Regions from separate parts of the Capsicum annuum genome. Here region 1 is linked to region 2. A link is a contact called in public Hi-C data. All regions are on one chromosome and are shown on one strand. Each heading gives the region's core, a stretch centred on a gene start, on an enhancer-like site or on the middle of the called end of the contact. The rest is flanking DNA. Distances are from core to core; before and after follow the strand shown.

Evidence for each region. A called contact is a pair of places that touch in the nucleus more often than the background predicts.
Region 1: a contact with region 2 is called in a Hi-C map of leaf, with 1.9 times the contacts expected there. The contact joins the enhancer-like site here to the promoter of LOC107860220 in region 2. A contact is called at or near these places in 2 of 5 Hi-C or Micro-C datasets (bud and leaf).

Annotation. Positions count from the first base shown.
Region 1 is chr2:144,771,850-144,775,093 of UCD10Xv1.1, forward strand. It overlaps LOC124896083 (a long non-coding RNA gene), which reads right to left. Exons shown (of 2, transcript XR_007052511.1): 2 at 2,546-3,244. Among protein-coding and RNA genes, the nearest start is that of LOC124896083, 5.1 kb to the right of the region's middle. Within about 2 kb of position 1,447, at least 2 of the 5 cell types and tissues checked have an H3K27ac peak or open chromatin away from gene starts, as enhancers often do. A contact at or near this core is called in leaf, where this site is marked.
Region 2 is chr2:144,724,420-144,727,509 of UCD10Xv1.1, forward strand. LOC107860220 reads right to left here and starts at 1,822. Exons shown (of 2, transcript XM_016705495.2): 1 at 1-1,822. The coding sequence starts at 1,580.

The DNA.
Region 1 (3,244 bases), core at 197-2,696, 47 kb after region 2:
AAGAAACCACAAGAATCAATGCCCAGAGATCGTCAGATCTGCACCTGTACGTAAGGTGTATAAAAAGTAAGAGTGAGTAGGGAACCACGTGTACTAAGCCAGCATCGTCGACCAATCCTAATTCAAAGTGGTGACAAGAAACACCACGTTAACCATCTAAAAATAATCATACAACCTGCACTCAGGAAAGCCACCATATTCTATCTGAATAATCAAGTCTAACAGACATAACGATATCATAACATAGTCCAAGAAGTCCTCAATACAATGAAACAAGTAACACATATACAATAAGTACAAGGTCAATAAATACACCTTAACCAATCTGAACCAAAATGAATCAATGCAGTGTGATGCAATGCATATGATGTGTACATATCTACCGAACAATTGCTTCAAGGTCAGAACCCATGGGGGACTCACAAGATCCATGTACTATGCAAGCGTGCACTTCGATCTCAATAAATATATTGTGTAGGCGTGCACTCCGATCTCAATAAATATATTGTGCAGGAGTGCACTCCAATCCTTGCATGACGTGTATGCGTGCAACTCCGATCCCAAAGCAACAATGATGTTAATCATAGAATTTTAAGTCTTATGTCGAATAAACATCAATTCCAAAATCAACTCAACTTATCAAGTGAGAGTATTTTTATTAGCTAGCTTTTTCAACAAATTCATTTACCATAGCAAATCAGTCCACCGGGCTAGCAAATAGGGAAAAACAGTTCAAAACATACAATTAACTTATTTTATCTCCTCAAATAATACGGGTACCCGCATGATGCTTGTCACAATCACTTATACGGGACCCCCAATTTTCATTACTTCCATTAAACATAACTAACAAATAAGCACTTTGAAAAAGAGCCTAGAGAAAGTCTCAACTTGCCTCAAATTACCACCCAAGCATCAATTTATAAGCTTGCCTTTTCGTAGAGTCTTCGAACTGTCAAAATCTGTTTCAAATACATAATTTCCATAAAATACGAATCTAATAACATCCATTTTATAAATTCTTGCTCTAAAAACCTAGGCCAATAACTTAATTTATATCTATAATCTATAATATATTAAAAGTGTGAAGGGTCTTAGAAATATTGTTTGAATTTTTGTTTTAAATAAAATTATTTTTCACTATTTTTTCTAATATTTAAGATTTAACAATTAATTAAATAAATTTATAGTAAAATCTCTTCTTATTAGAAGTCATCAAAATTAATGATAATTAATATTTTTTAAAATACTTTAAGAATTTTAAAATAGTAAATTTTAATTTTAAAAAAATTAAAAATAAATAAAATTATTCAATTTTAAATAATTAAATATTGCACATAAGATTAAACCAAAGTATCAAAAGTGGTAACATTCCATAGGAAAACTTCTATTTGAAAGTAACCAACAGTGGCGTGCGCCACTTTCAATTCACCGAAACATGATTTTCATGCCAATTTCACACACAAGAAAAAACAAAATTACTGTAAATATTGGTGAAAGTCAACTTTGTCAATAAAGGTTAATAATAATAAAATAATGCTAATGTACCATTTACAAAATAATTGTTAAACGGACCACAGACCCACTTTCTTTTTCATTGCACCAATTGAACTTGAACACTACCTTTTCCATTTTTTTCTTTCAAGCTAATCAGGCGTACATGTTTTGGACGTGATACAATTATTTAGATTTATTAATTATATAAGGTTATATTTATTTATGATAAGCTGAGTATAATTCTCAATATTTGCTAATTATTTTTTATGAATTGAATAAAAAAATTTTATGGACAATTGTATCTTGCTTTTGAAGTTATCAATAAAATATTTTAAATACTGAAAGTTAAAATTATTGATAAAGTTAAAAATGAAGATTGTGGTATCAATTAAGTTCAAATTATTTTTTTAAAAAAACTTTTTTGATTATTGAGAGTTAAATTCTTAGGCATAAACTAAATATAAAGAACTAATAGATTTTCGAGGTTTATTTTGATGAATTTAATTTTTTTCTTTAATTAAATTAAAACAAGCATAAATTATCATATTGACTAAATTAACTTCTTGCCACGTGAAATTATGAATAAAATTAAGACTTCATAAATATCTAAGGAAATACATATCTATTTATAGTTATATAATATATGTTTATAAACTCATAAAAATATTAATGTTTTTCAATTTATGATCTTTGTGAGTTATAATTATTTTATATATTTAATCATATTATTATATAAAATATTAATTTACTTGAGTTTGGGTCCGGACTTAGCACGACCTTATTAAACTAGTAACTATATATAAGAGAAAATCTTATATTTTGATATTCTTCACAGATTTTTTGGTGCAATTAGATTGCCACACATATCTATTGTCTTTTCCATACATATCATCACATTTTTTTGGTAACTAACATGATTTTATCAATCACCAAAGTAATAATTATAGATCAAAACATAACTTACAAACTCAGCTGGCTATACTCAAAGAAAAAGGAAAGACAAGGATCCTAATCAACCAATTAGAAGAAAACAAAGGACCACTCGAGGCAATAGTCAAGCTAGCCAAAAATGAAAATTATGCAGAAGAGTACTGATTGTTGGTTTATCTCTAGTAATGTAGGTGTGGGCTAATTCTTTTGCAAGGCTGTCACATGTCCTCTGTTTTTCCTCAAATATTCTTCGGTTTCTTTCAATCCAGAGAGAGTGTACACATTTAACAAAGACAAGTTTGAAGATTATATTCTTGCTTCTTGAGATTTTCCTTTAGCATTCTTTACGACCCACGTTGTATAGTCCTCCCATGTACTTATAGTGATTGCATCTTTATGTATCTAGCGAAGCACCCGAGTCCAGAGGGTCTTGCAAAAGGGCAAGAAAGGAAAAGATGATCCTTAGTTTCATCTTGCATTAGACATAGAACATAAGTAGGAGAAATTTTGAGACTCCATTTAAGAAGTCTGTCCATAGTTAGTAATATCCCATGAAAATGAAGCCACATAGTAAATTTTGCCTTGATCGTGCATCATACTCAAACATCAAGCATTTCCAAGGCGTAGATGGTTCAACAGGAAGGAGAGCATGGTAGAAATGTTTGATGAGGTTATGAGAGAAAGTTGAAACCTGACAAACTAAAGCAACAATGTCTCTAGCAGATATGATTTGTTTGATCATCCAAGATGCCTTAGGAACCTCATTGAAAAGTCTGTCTTTTATATAGCATGTATGAACCCATCTCACCCATTTGTC
Region 2 (3,090 bases), core at 572-3,071:
CCTGATAAGCATAACGCTCGAGTTGTATCACTAATAGCTAAATCTGCTTCTCCTAAAACTAAATTACATTGAGCTCTATTGCTATAAAGAACAATCCTTTCTTTTCTTAATTTTAGTGGACACAAATCTAAAGCCTTTGTGTACTCTTTAACAGCTGCTTCAATCTCAGTTGACCAAAATTTCTTGTTTCCCTCACTTTTTAAAATGGAACCCAAAAGCTCCATTTCCTTCACTTCTCGTTCGGACATGATTTTATCCCTCTTCCGTTTTTCCACCTTTAAGTCCCAAATCTCTTCGATTGCTTTTTGTGATCCTTCTTCGTAGAACCTCGGAAAACCATATTTGATTTTAGCATAATCTTGCAAGAGTACTTGTGTTATCATGTCACCCACTTTTCGTCTTCCTTTGATAGTTCTAAGCTCTACTAAATCAGCAAGAAAAGGAGCAGCAATATTTGTCACTGTGTTCCTTGTTTTTGGATCCTTGAGAAGTGACAAAAGACTTTCAATTGCCACGTATTGCCTTTCGTCTGATGACCTCGATAAGTTGCAGATATTGACTACAACTTCTTTGAATTGAGCTATGTTTTTTCGGCCATCTTCACTGTCACAGAGACTTCTGATTAGGCCAATGCCGGAGAAAGAAGTTTGGTTCTGTAATCCACCCCATATATCACACAAATTCTTGAGAAATTCTTCTTTGCATATCAAGTTTATGCTTCGTTTCTTTCTAACGAAGCAATTGAGAAGGTAGAGAGACCAACATTGCATTTGGCAAGCCCAAGACTCTGCTTTTTTATTCCCCATTTCCAATTCTCCGAGTCCTTTTGTCATCAAATAGCAATGATATTCGACTCTGTCTTCACTTTTCTTGCCCACAAACTCACTACAGATTGTATAAATGCATTTGGAAGCTATGTCCATGGTCAGTTTTATAATCTCCAGTTCATGGACCTTAATGTCTTCAAATGTCCTTCTATGTCGCGCAATGTGGCCAAGTGCTCTAACCGCCACTCTTTGCTCGACCCAAGTTATCTTACCTCTTAATAACTCTATTAGTGGCGAAATCACGCCTGATTTAACAGCCAAAACAGAGAATCTAGCTTTGTTCATGGTGTAGGAGCCAATAACGTGAGCTGCATAATAAGGAACATACACGTTTTTGCCTCTTGAAAGCCATTTTTGGTCACGGGTGCACCTGCTGAGAAGTTTAGCCATGCAATTAAAGACACCGAGGGACGGGAATTCAGGATCATCAGGTTGAGCCAGAGCAATATTCCAAAGGCATCTTAAGGTGGGAACAAGTTCCATATCTTCTATGAGATGCAAATCTTTGAAGCGTTGAGCTATTAATATTTTTCGTAGTGATGGATCTTTATCTTCCATGGTACTGCACAACAAGCAACTACGACCAGTACTGGTGCATTTCATGTTGATGAAATGCACGGCAGAGTTTCTGTTGGCTGTTTTCTTGGAGCTCTCTAAGTAGTCAGAGAATGTTCTTGATGGAATTTCTATGGCAGGTTGTAGAGGTACTATTAGTTTTAGGGGACTGGCCTGGGGTGGCAGGTAGGGGTTCATTTTCAGAAGTTAACTCTTAGTCAGCAAAGTGTTTTGTCGTTATTCATATTGGTCCATCTTACTAAATATCAAGTTGTAAACCCCATCCCCCACCCCACAACCCCCACACCCAGAGAAAGAAAAAGGAAGTACTTTGACAAACGTGTGGGCTAAATCATGAGTCCAGTTGGTCCAACTCTGACCAGAAGTTCGAGTTGTAGATAGACAAAAATAGGGGATGAAGGAATAAAATGGAACGATTGTACCATTGGATAAAAGTACCTATAAGAGAGATCCCCACTAAAAGTACCTATAGGCACGACCATGGAAGCAACGAAAAATGTATTGAGTATGAATGACCAACTTTTTCTTTTTTGTTAATGAACTCTCCCATCACGGTCAATATAGTTGATTGGGAAGGAGAACTGGAGAAGGCTGGGATTGAAACCTCACGTTTGGTTTTTCTTCAAACTCCGATGCGCTCTTACCTCACCGTTACAAATGGAATCACAATTCATTGAGTTCGAAAAGTTCAATTAAATTTTAGCACAAACTAGCCCCATAGTTTGGAACACATTTTACTTAGAAGATCCATGTACTATTCATGACTCGAAACCAGACTTGCAAACTCTTTATTTCATTTCCGTTCTTCAATTCCTTCTTCTGGAGTACTAGTGAGACATCTTAGATTCGGAATCATTAATTTGACGGTATGCTCTGTCAATTATTCTTCTTTTTTTCACTGGGCAATAGGTCAGCAAAGCATGAGTGGTAGAATTTATGATAGCAGGGTTATGATATTAAGCATATAAAGCCCTAGCAGAGGCTCCAAGGCATTACCTTTTTTTTTTATAACCACAAAATGTAGCAGCCTCGTGGTGTCCAGATTTAACTTGAAAAGCAAAGAAAGCAGTAGTTTAGTTTATTTAATGAAACACAAGTACAAATGGGGTTGGTCTCAAGAAAATGCGGCTAACCTATGAAATGAGTTGAATTAAAGTATCTTTTTGAGTTGAACTCAGTTCAACTGAAGGGGCATTGCTTTTGATGCCAAAAATAATCATAACAAATCTGGGTGGGATATAATAATACTAACATGCTTAGTTCAGGTTTCAACATGTGTCTTTACGTCTGTATTAATTAAGCATTGCCTCCCTTCTAATTTATTAATACTTATCTTAATTACTACTCGTTGGATAGTTGAATACACTGGGTTTGTTGTTGGATAGTTGAATAGCAGTAATACTCTTTTCTTATAATTTTCTCAAGTACTGTTTAAATATTTTAAATCAATAATAATCTGTCAATCACTATTAATTGAATAGGATTCACATCAAACATTAGTTAGTTTGACCCTCGTACATGTTTCTTCCTTACTAGGTAATGTATTTTTTAGAAAAGATCTTTCTGTTCTAATTTTTAAGACATTATTTTTACATTGCTAACTTTACTTTTCTTTGCTTCTTTAAGTCCTTTTATATGTCTAGTAGGGTGGAATAAGTTGGAAAGAAATTCCAGTCATACTAATAAC